Linked DNA regions of Hordeum vulgare: region 2 is linked to region 1. The links are chromatin contacts, called in public Hi-C maps. All regions are on one chromosome and are shown on one strand. Each heading gives the region's core, a stretch centred on a gene start, on an enhancer-like site or on the middle of the called end of the contact. The rest is flanking DNA. Distances are from core to core; before and after follow the strand shown. Region 1 has its middle 33 kb from the start of LOC123403080. Region 2 has its middle 27 kb from the start of LOC123402207.

Region 1 (6,235 bases), core at 1,409-3,908:
AGCGACGGGGGAGATGCGTCGTGTTTTGTTGCGCGATCGGTCGAGGAGCAGGAGACGACGGCGCGGCACATGTGCTTGTTGTTGAGCCTAGGCGCCTAGCAGTCTTGGTGCGTGCGTGCCGCCGCTTCGTGTGCGCGCGGGTTGAGGTGGAAGCCGTTGCAACTTGCAAGCTTACTTGCAGACAACCGTTTCCCCACCCCGCCAAGCTACTCTGCTCGCGATCGACAGCAACTATGCTGGATGTGATGGAAGCTCGACCGAGCAGTGCAATTACTGTGGCGCGCGTACGTACACACGGCCGTCGCCGTCGCCGTCGCGGATGGAATATATATGCGCGACGCCAAAGGAGAGGGTGCTCGAGCCGGGGTTTTCGTCAAGCAGAGTGCAACAACGACGGCCAGATGGATCTAGCGCGTTGTTCTCCATAGATGGCACAGCCTAGCAAGATCATTGGAGAAGATGGTATCAGCGCATGACTATGGAGGGCCGCGAGCTCGACAAGCAAACCTGAATCTGTCATACAGCTGCATGGGTGTTATTATATAGGTTCTCTTTCGAAGTCTCGGTGTTTGGTTTGGGGCAGCATGGCAGCGGTGTTGCCCCTGGATATGTATATATAATGTTCTCCATGCCATATCCTCGTTACGTTGGTGCGCTTTGCGCCGACGGAGAGCGTGTGGAGCGGTGTTTCCGATGGGTTTTCCAGGATCTGGGACCGTACCGGTGCATTAGGCGCATTACAGAAAGTCAGAAAGTAACACTCAGACATGGTGCATTGACTTTCACTTTATTTTTTATTTTTTGCAAGCCAAGAAGAACTGTACCGACAACTTTGGTTGGATCATGGAGTGCGTGTACAGTGTTCGCGGGAGGGCCATACAAATATGCTTTTTGTACAACGTGACGCCGCCTCACATTTGCACGCGCACACTCGATGACAACCATGACTTTATATATTTGGTTGCATGAATGCTTCCATAAAATCATGAAAGAATGGGCGGAATCAGCAGCAAATTGAGCATCATGCAACGCAGCTGGCCACGGCGAATACTGTTCACGAGTCAGATGCTCGGAGAACCTGATTGGAAAACTACTGTAATAATAATAAATTGTGATACCTGTTTGTTGGCCATCCAGCTAATCAATCCCGGTTTGTCTCATTAGTTAGAATACACCAGAATTGGTCCCAAAACCCAGAAAAGCACACATGTTTAGGCATGTGTCAATGCTATTTTTTTAACGCGGTTTCATAGTCATTTTGCTGACGTGACATACTAGTTAATAAAAAAAGAGAGCGGGGTTGTATCTTAACTAACATACAACCCTATAGACAAAAAATAATTCTAGTTCAATCATATGCATGTATTACCCCAAATTATTAAATATAGATATAAAACAATGCATTGGCATGATTGTATTTTAAATTATTAATGATTCTATAATAACGCGATAAGAGACGATGTATTGACTCAGACCTTATCACCAGTTGACTTTCACCTTCTTTTACTTTTTACTTTTGGCTATGCCTTTTCTAAAACTTTAGTCGAGACATCAAAAGAGGAAAAGGCACACAAAAAGTTACTTTCTTTACCACTAACTAGCAAAAGAGCCCGTGCGTTGCAACGGGAGCAAACCGTACAAACATATCATAACCTAATAATCATAATTTAAGACCTTTATTTAAACTTACTGCATAAATAGAATTTAAAAATTATTAAATAAGTAAAATAACATCATATTTAGATTGTACGCATCACTATAGATTCAAATTACATTATAAATAGAAATTAAAAAATTAAATAGGTAAGAAACATTATATTTCGATTCAACACATTTTTCGAATGAAAGTCCATATGTAATAATTTAAGATTAGAGTTACAGTTTAAAAGATATAATTTTTTAAAGTATGTATTAATTATAATTGAACCGCGGATTAATTAACAACATGGACCGGCCTTGTTGTGAAAAAATGGATTGTACGCTATTGATTAAAATTACAGCATAAATATAATTTTAAAATTGTTAAATAGATAAAATAACATTATGTTTAGACTGTGCGCATCACTATTTATTAAAATGATATTATAAACACAATTTAAAAAAATTAAATAGATAAACTAACATTATATTCAGATTCTACATATTTTTTAATAAAATTTCATATATAATAATGTAAAATTGAAGTTATCGTTTAAAAGATATGATTTTTTAAAGTATTTTGCACTTATAATTAAACTACAGATTAATTAATTAAAAACTGTAGGGGTGTTTTCGAAAACATACAGAAAACGATTGTTTTTTTTACTCAAGTATGTACTACGGATTTATTTTGTGAAAACTGAAGGAGCTTTTTACAAAAACTCCGAAAAAGTTTCGTTCTCTCAGCTAATTATGTACTGCGGGTTGATTTCGGGAACTCATAGGGGTTATCTGTAAACAATACAAAAACGATTGGTTATTCACTTAAATCGGGACTACAGGTTGATTTCGGAAAACTGCATGGGGTTTTATGCAAAACAACCACGACGGTCAGAAGCACACCACACGGTGCTTTATTATTAGAGAGAGATTATGTTGACCCCTACGGACGATTAATCTCTTTGACTAATTGCATGATTAGAGGGATCAACGACGAGACAGCTCCCATGCCGTTAGTTAACTAGCCGGCGTAGCTTGCCCTCGCCGCCTTCCTCTTCCTCCCTCTCACCGATCAATCTCGCACAAGGAGGCGTCGCCGTCGCGGTTGTCTTTGTCCGTGTGATTGGGATGGGACATCTTACATTACATTATAAAATGGGCTATCTCGCAACACACAAGCACACACCATCACGAGAAATACACTTGTGTCGCCTATCAACGCTCAATCAGTGCAATCAAGTACTAGTAATTAATTGATCCCCATGATTAACTCCCACGTTTCTTTATTCATGAAACCTGATGTGTCACGTCACCTTGATTTCGGGTTGGTCGGTTAATTTTTCCTCCATTGCAATAAGAAAACTACTAGAAAATAATTGCGCTGCATTTTTAAGGTTGGATATAGCCCATCCGTCCGCCCGAGTTAAGCTATATCTGCGCGTAAAACAATAACATGCATGCATGTTACTCCCTCCATTTCTAAACATAAGTCTTTTAAAAGATTTTATAAGGGGTTAAATCTAAAAGTATGTTTATATACATCTATATGTAATCTATTAATGAAACCTTCAGAAAGACATATGTCTTGAAATAAAGGGAGTATTTTTTCTGAAGAAGTTGCATGAATGTAACTCAGTCGGGCAAGCACGCATCGCAATGTACTCCCTATTTCTTTACGAAAGAAGTATGATGCAAGTATATATGTACAACTTGCAGCCAACCATCATCACGACAGACCTTCATGCCCTACTCAATTAGTACCATTTTTTCTTTCTTTCGGGGGAGTACTTACGTGCATGTACTTAGCCATGCATTCGTACATCCGTGAGTGAATACATGCAACCTGCGGGCATGTACTACATATGATGTGAAGACATTATATAGCCACGCATATTAAATTGAACTTTTTGAAAGTTAATCGACTTATTAGTTCCAAATAAAAGAATAGTTGTCAGTAGTGGCGGACCTACAAATAAAATGAAGGGTTGCACACTTCAAAAAAAGTGAGATCTATTTTTCTTGGCTTGGATGGGTCTTAAAAATCAACTAATTATTACATGGTAAGAAAACATTCTTCAAAATTCTGGGTGTGCCATGGCACACCTGGCACATCCCCTAGATACGCCACTAGTTGCCAGGCGTCCCGGTCATTCCCAGCTATATGATGTTTGTTTTCTTCTCGTTGTGAGCATCCTACCGTTTTACGCTATTGCAGGGCTCGCCCATGAAACAGTCGATTAAATAGAAGGTCTAAGGTAGGACTTCATCTGCCCTTCGTGAATGTGCCACTCCTTGATGACTATTGGATTCATACTTTGATTAATTCATCCAAAAGTTTAAACTGATGAAAATAGACTGACAATATATATACTTAGCACGTCTATTCATGTTTAGGGTTATTTAGTCCTTAGACATGATATTTATGTAGTTGTGGATTTTTTTTCAATACTGCATTGGTAGGGTCTTGAACTTAAGATCTCCTCGATCTGATATGAATTTTGAATTCATGCTACAACCAATTCATCCAAATGTCTGAACTGACGAGAAGAGACGGGCAATATATTTCAACAGTAACAAAATGAGAGCGAACACCTAGCTCGCCGCCAACCTTCCACCACACCTACGCCCACACCCCATCCCTCTCCCTCATCACCGTTAGAGGTGGTTGAAAGCAAGCCCGCTTGGCGCCAATGAAGGTGGTGGCAAGGCTCTCGGTGGTCCATCTTGCGTGGAGGGCTCCGGATGGAAACATGGATATCGACTTTGGGTGGAGATGGCATTGCCGATCACTAGGTGGGCGGCTGTTGTGGTTGCTAGCTGGCTACCTAACCTAGCGGTGGTAATGGGTGCTAGCAATTAGTGTGGGCGGTGAAAAGTGTTAGACTACCCACAATGGTGAGTAACATAGAGTAGTAACATACATATGTTACTAGTCTAAGTTACTATCTTCAGAGTTGATGGTAACATATGGATAGTAACATTGAGCCTTTCATTTATTAGCTTATATACTCATCTTGCCTTGATATGCGTTACGTTACTCATAGGGGTAGTAACATGTTAAGTTACTTAATTTCTCTCTCTTCTTATTAATTAATTGCCATATCATATTTTTTCTTAGGTGACATCTATGAGACTACCTATGTTACTTTCACTGTTGGTAGTCTTAGCGAATAGTGGTTGCGGCATACTCACTTGCTCCACCAGCTTGGCGTCAAACCTGAACAAGGGATGCCCTGCATGTATTGCTCGCCTCTCTCCGCTGGCTGCTGATACTAGAAGCCTTCACGCTCATCGGATCTATGTGTTAGTTGGGGTGGAAGGTGTCGCGAAAACCCACATTGATGACGATGTGATGTCCATCTCCTTCCATGGAGGGTTGGAGTTTTGGTACAATATGCCCGTCCTCTTTACGATACATCCTTTTTTTGTTTGCAACCATGTCTTGTAACTTTCATCTTATGTGTTACTTTTAATGATAGTGATGACAATTTCATGAGGAGCTCGACTTATGTGATGGGCATTCGTGAAGTCCTCCCCTGGCAGCTTGGTTGCTAATATCTCGTAAGGATCCTAGGGCGAACCATTTTGTTTTGGTGCAGGTCGGAACTTATCCGACAGGGAATTTCGCTACCTTAGGACTGTTATAATTACAGCTCCCGTTCACTGGGGCTTCGGTCGCTCGGTCGCTTCCCTGTCATCAGTTCACCAACTTCCTTGACCTTCCGACACTGGGCATGCGTCAGCCCTATACATGGTCTTACGACTTTGCGGAGACCTGTGTTTTTGGTAAACAGTCGTCCGGGCCTGGTCACTGCAACCCCCTTTTGTGAGGGGACACCCCTTCTCTCGAAGTTACGAGGCTATTTTGCCGAGTTCCTGTGTCCACAATAGTGCCCTTCAAACCACGGCAATTAAGGAGGGGCCCTTTTTGGCGATGTAGACAAGTGATGTTATTAAAATGTTTGATCAGTCGGTGAACAAAGGCATGTTTCAAATGCAGTGGTGCCTTCCCAATACCTTTGCCTCTCTACTCGTGCTAACCGCAACGGTGGATGATGACCTTAGTGTTTCAAGCCAGGCTTTTTCTACTTGCCTCTTTTGCCTTTTTCGTAACAACTTTTGTAAGCATGTGTATCTTACTGCTCGGCTCTTATTAATTTAAAGCTGGGCATATAATGATGTAAAGAGAACACTCGCAAAAAAAGACCGACTCCTGATAGGTTTTTTTATCCGGTCTGATTCTGTGATGTTTAAAGAAGGGACACCACTATGGTGAGGCGTCTGAATCGTGTAATGTGCATGGGCGTCTCCACGTGGTTCTGTTGAGGTCATGGAATTATCACAGCCATACAGGTCATGGAATTATCACAGCCATACATACACGCAGCAGCAAGCAAATCCGCCGATGTAGATGGTGTCCATAAAAACTCACGCAAAATGTTTGTTCTGTAAAATTTCCGCTAAAGAGATACTCTATTCGTTCAGGTCGACAACATGCCCCCCGATAATTGATGTATTCTCCATCCATATCAAAATACTCATTATGTTCTCTTTTATAACACCTCCAAAACAAATATCTGAACCTCTTATTAAAGAG
Region 2 (6,235 bases), core at 1,270-3,769, 140 kb after region 1:
GTTCAGGGAGTATCAGTTTTATTCCCTTTATGCCCCATTAGCACACCCCTTCCTATTAAGCTTAGTTAAGTGTGGAAAAGTTATTTTGCCGGTATACTTGACTTTTCTTTCAAATTTTTTGCTTCGACATACCATAAATACATAAGGATTTTTTTTATTTTAATTAGTAAACGAAGATAAAGTGGACTCTCAGGTAGCGACTTTTTTGTGTAGATGGGAGGAAATACATTTTATTCGAGCACTCATGCTTTTTTGTTATTGCAATGCTCTAGAACCCAAAATCATTATCAATTAGTATGCATGTGTTTGAAATTAGCACACATTTATGATAATAAAAAATTTGTAGTGGAACAAAGTATAATTTCAACACCGTTGTGTAGTAATTCTATGATCGTTACTCATCACAGGAGAAGAAGATATACATCAACTTATATGTTGTAGTAACAAGATATAATGTATCTTACATCCTTCTCGAGCTTCAAGCCAAACATAATAAAGTGGCATAGGTTCCCAGGTCCACTCCCAGTTGCGTCATAGAACATCAAGACATAGAAAACATAATTTAACATGGAACCAAGCTAAATCAGGGTTAAAAATATATTGGTAGGACGGGACCACTACTTATCCAGCCTTTCTAATAGATGAGTCAACCTACAATTGCTCTCAGAAAGTCATGTGTTTTGAGGTACTCTACAAATCCGTTTGTGAGATAACAATTATGTGTTTCCTAATTCCTGCAATCAAGACGAGTTGTAAGATTTATGATATTAGATTTGTCTCAAAAAATACTATGTTCATTTCACGTGTCCTTTCCAGGTGGAGCAGTTGCCAAACTCATGTCTTTTGAGGTACTCTACAAATCGATAATATGTGAGATACCAATCATGTGTTTCCTAGTTCTTGTAATCCATATTAGCTCTAAGATTTACAACATTAGATTTGTCTCACAAAATTTTATTATGTTATTTCTTATAAATATTAGTCACATGTTCATACAAAGATTATTAGTCAAAGTTGCTCATTGGCTATCCTTCATGCCTCCATGAACCCCAATTAGTAGAGTTTTGTTTTGTACTACTCCCTTGTGTCAAAAAATTTGTTACATTATGGGACGGAGGGAGTAAAAAAGGTATTTTCCATATATTTCCCTTATTTGCAGCTCTCCCTTTGACATATTAAGAATACAATACTTTCATTTATGTCAATTACTCCCTCGTTTCCAAAATAATTTAAGTTCCACGTTTGTCTTAAGCCAAACTTCTTTAAGTTTGACAGATTTTATACAAAAAAGGTAGTATTTGCAACATCAAATATATGTTGTATAAATAACATGTGTTATGATAAATCTAATGAAGCCGCTTTGCTGTTGCAGATGTTGGCATATTTTTCTATAATCTTGGTCAAACTTTAAAAGTTCTGACTAGGGACAAACTTATAACTTCAAGTATTTTGGAACTTGGGAGTACTAAATTGTGTGAACATACACTTTTAATAATGATTTGTTGTTGTTTAGATGACATAAAGTAAGTTTAATGTGCGCATGCATACCTTAGGTGAACTTGAAATCATTAGTGCAAGTACCATAGTATTATCTTAGTAATGACGCACATGATGTTGCCGAGCTAGAAGAGAAACAAAAACATAGGATTGCCTTCTCCTAACTAAGAGGTGATCTCTTAGGCTGCATTTGCCATTGAAGTGGATTATCATAAACCCTTTGTGATGGCACTTTTGCATATTTTACAGTTTGTTTGACCCACTTTTACCAACTTTCATGACTAATTTTCATATTAAATTAAAATAAGTGCAATACAGTTTAGTAACCGCAAGTCGAGCCTCGTTAAGAAATATAAGGCATTTTCCCCATTACGACATGTCTTCTCGTACTCTCATAGTTTCAAGTTTACTTTTATTTCTGTCATGATATTTGGAGTATGCAAACAAAAATTAAAACTATGAGAGATGGAGCAAACGTGAGAATCTATTGTACAACATGTAATTTGTATTTTCTGTAGACGGCATAAATGGAGTAAGATAAGACCGTCCTATCAACCAGCGCACATGTCTTTACCCGTTTAGTACGTATGAGATAATCCCTTCATATATAGACAATACGAAAGGAATGCAATTCCTTACCAGTGGCACCTATATATCTAGCTAGTGAATTATTTCAAGGGGAAAAAAGCTAGCGAATTATCTTAAATGTTTGTTACTGCCCTTCTAATATCGCTTGTGAGAAGATATATAGTTGAGCTTTGGCGGCGGTCAAAAGCTCACTCTTGTGGAAGATTGGAACAGCAGATGGAGCTGCTTTTGTGGTAGCTTTAAGTTTGTCGTAGAAAGGTAGGCAGGGCAGGAGCAGGACCATGGCTTTGCCTTCGCGATCAATCAGCCAACCTAGCTAGCTATGTATAATTGCTTCCTTCCTTCGCTTCTTCTCCTTCCATCGTATCATCACCTACCGGACCACAGCGATACACACGATCGATCGATCGACGCATGTGTAGATCGATGTATATATATGTGGATCACAACTGGACGAGACGTCCCTTTTCTTTACTTGTCTTAGCTTTCCCCCCAAGGGATCGGACGGCGACCCATGCTTTACGGAATCTTAGGGCACATCATCAAGCGCTGGTCCTCATCTTGACTCCATTATAGTACTACGATGCATACATGCATGATTGTGAAATGATCAATCGGTTTGCGATACCGGACAGATGATACGATATTCGCAGAGCGTACTACTGTACATGTGTTAGTAGATTGTACTAACAAACATGCATATATGCATGTTCATGCACGATGCTCCATGCCACTCCAGTTTGCAGCCTCGTGGTGTGCATGCGGATGTCAGAGTGTGTATGTGCACGCACAGTATAGTACAGTTGTATATATATGGTAGCATAGATATGCTGTACAGTTGTTAACTGGAGACACGTATAGTACCACTTGTGATATATCCAATCCAATGAACAGCTAGCGTGTACAAGCAAGTATAACATTTTGATCAATCAGTTGAAGGATGTCCTGCTGATCATTGGCTCTGCAGGAATATCAGTGGACCCTGCCTGTATCATACATTTCTTTTTTGTACTTCCACTAGTGCCTAACTTCTCCAGAAGAAATACTATAGGTGGACCAAGTAATACATACATCTGGTGTATGTATTACTTGGTCCACCTATAGTACCAATACTATACAATTGACAATCCCAGACTCACTTAAGTAGAAAAAAGAATGGGAAGAATGAGACGGCACTGGGGCACCGGCATCATCTATATATGGCTACAGGTAATGATAGAGGGTTAATTAAACAATGTATTCTGCTCTGGATATACTCCAGCAATATAGTACAAAGAGGGCAACTTTTAAAATCAAATTTAATAGAAGTGTTGTCCAGAAGCAACTTATTCTGCTCTGGATAGTCTAGCACTACAGTAGTATATATACATATAATGAAGATGGGTCGATGACATTCCCGTAGCATATTTGTCCAGTGACGTCTGCATATACTAACGTGGACAGAATCTTCAGATATGATGTGGCAAGGCTAATTAGTGCATCGTGTCATCGACACAATCCCCACATGTTTGCCTATCTGCGTTTTCTCTCTAATAGCTATGTTTATTTGTGCTAAACTTTCAATACCCTCGATTTCCAAATGCAAGATGTATTTTCATTTGTTAAGAGAAAACTCAAATCGATAGTTCTTCTTTACTATGTGGTTCTTGTGACATAAATAAGATGTCATTATATTCATAATAGAAAAACAGTCTACGATCGATGTTGTATTAGGTGAACCATCCTGGTATCATATATATTTTTTACTTTGTAACTTAATACATAGCGTTCCTAAAACTATAAAACATATCATAAATGTATGCGTGTAAAGGACGGATGGGAACGCATAGGCGTGAGCTTTTGTGAAATGATTCGACCCTTGTCATATTTTATACTCCCTCCGTCTCAAAATAAATAGCTTAATTTTAATACAATTTTATACTAAAGCTAATACAAAGTTAAGACAGTTATTTTAAGGCAGAGAAAGTATAATGTAAGTCGGGCATCTAAAATCATGTCACCGTACATCTTACGATAAGTTGATGCACACTCTCTCCCTTTCAAAATAAAATGTCGTGGTTTTATTTCTTGAATAAAAAAGAGCAGAAGGACTACTAACCTAATTTGCCATACTATTAGTTTGTGAATCATATTTTCTCACCATAGGCACAGCAGAACAGAAAAGAAAAACAGAGAGAAGTTGAGGTCATCACCAGATGCAAACGGGGGTGCAGTACCTGAATTGGACATGTAAAGTACAGTAGCCGTATAAACATAAGCAAACCAACTTTTTATAGGTAGGTGTCATTTGTTATTAATTAGGAGGCCGGTCAAATGATACTAAACCATGATAACAAAGAGCGTCTGTACAACCAGTCAGCCACGTAACGACTAGAGCTGAGCTGTAGGTGCATGCATGCACGCTCGCGGTATATATCATCGGTATATTTTATGAGTAGTTGTGTGGAGCATGCATCCATCCTGGCCTCGCAGCTCACGACACGTGCACGCGTGCGCTATATATGATATGCGATGCGATGCGTAGCTTCGACTGCAAAACAATCTCGCGTGCATGCACGTACGTAGGTACGGCTGACGTGGTCAAAATGTAAGAGAACAAAGGGCACCGATGCAGATGCGGCCACGTACTACCGGTTCACCACGGGAGCGGAGCCGTAGGTGCATGCATGCTTCTTCGCAATGCCACGTACTCTATCACAGGCGCGTCATCCGGCTATGTAGCAAGCGACACGTCCATGCCGTTCTTACGTATCCCACTTACGCAGGAGTACCAACCTAAAAGTGAACGTCGTCTTTTTATTTTCAATCCTTCTAGCCCTGACTAGCCCCTTTTTTTTCTCGCGAGATCCCTGACTAGCCTTTTGCTGCAAGTAAAAAAAAAAAAATCATTTTGTTCCGTGCGTAAGAATGGGCAGGCAACCGAAGCAACTAGTTGAGGACCATTCCCTTAGAAACCTTGCAACGATTGCTCTCACGCGTTGTTATTGGTTGCGTTTTCAAACGTCGTCACGTGTCGCGTTTCGAGCGTTTTTTCAGATTTTTTTTTATTTTTTCACACGCGTTTCTGATTTTTCAGATTCTTTTCTAGGGATTTTTTTGGTATTACGGTTTTTCATTGGTTTTCTTAGCTTTTGTACGACTTTTTTTACATTTTTTTGCATGGAAAAATGTTTTCTGTTATTTTTTCACGAGAGACACGATTTTTTCATTCACGAGAGGCACGGTTGTACCTCTCAGAAAGAGGTAAACGCATTTTTTTTCACGGGAGACACGGTTTTGCTTTTGTGAGCAGTGCCTTTCGGAAAAAAACGTGTTTTCTGTTTGTTTTTCCGCGAAAGACACGGTTTTACTTACGCGAGAGGCACCGTCTTGCCTTCACGAAAGGCACGGAGAAAACATGTTTTCTATATTTTTTTCGTGAGAGACACAGTTTTGTTTTCGCAAGTGTGCCTCTCGAAAAGGAAAAAAAGAAACACATTTTTTATTTATTTTTCTATCACGAGAGGCATGATTTTTGGCATCTGTTTTTTTCGTAAAAAAAGTTTGTCAAACTATTAATATTTAATCTACTTTTAAAGATCTCGACGTGAGAAAACCGAACGGTGTAAACGATCCGAGATTTTAACACACGATTTAAAAGATAAAACATTTTTTTAAATATGAATCTATGAACAAAAATTCACGTTGCGACAAGTGACATCTATACAGTACGTCACCTGGAGATGAGAATGATCTTTGAAATGTATACTGCTCCACTAAAAAAATTAACAGGCAAGAATTAGTGATTTCGACAAGCAACACGATAAACTAGTTTTTTTAGGGGTAACACGTCGAACTAGGTTTCCGGCAAAAAAAAAACACGTTAAACTAGATGCATGCATCATGCCTGCGGTGCACATGTTTCGCTACGACCGGGGCGGCATGTCTGGTTTGCCCAACCCATGATCTCAGTTGTATCGCACAACATGTGTAATGAATAAAGCTTGGTTTTACCCATAAAAAAACCCTGTTTGTAGTTACTATCACTATCACCGTGCGTCTGTACATGTTTTACTGCAGTCAAGTTTTTTTCTTTCACGAACAGTGTACGCCACGGTAGGTTTATACCCACGCCTGACGCCGCGTTGCCCAATAGTAAAGCCGAAGCGTG

What was found. Hi-C and Micro-C count contacts between places; a contact is called where the count stands out from the background.
Region 2: a contact with region 1 is called in a Hi-C map of leaf, with 3 times the contacts expected there. The contact joins two enhancer-like sites. A contact is called at or near these places in 2 of 6 Hi-C or Micro-C datasets (leaf and seedling).

What each region holds. Positions count from the first base shown.
Region 1 is chr6H:547,735,828-547,742,062 of MorexV3_pseudomolecules_assembly, forward strand. No RefSeq gene overlaps it. Among protein-coding and RNA genes, the nearest start is that of LOC123403080, 33 kb to the left of the region's middle. Within about 2 kb of position 2,659, at least 2 of the 3 cell types and tissues checked have open chromatin away from gene starts, as enhancers often do. A contact at or near this core is called in leaf, where this site is marked.
Region 2 is chr6H:547,873,767-547,880,001 of MorexV3_pseudomolecules_assembly, forward strand. No RefSeq gene overlaps it. Among protein-coding and RNA genes, the nearest start is that of LOC123402207, 27 kb to the left of the region's middle. Within about 2 kb of position 2,520, at least 1 of the 3 cell types and tissues checked has open chromatin away from gene starts, as enhancers often do. A contact at or near this core is called in leaf, where this site is marked.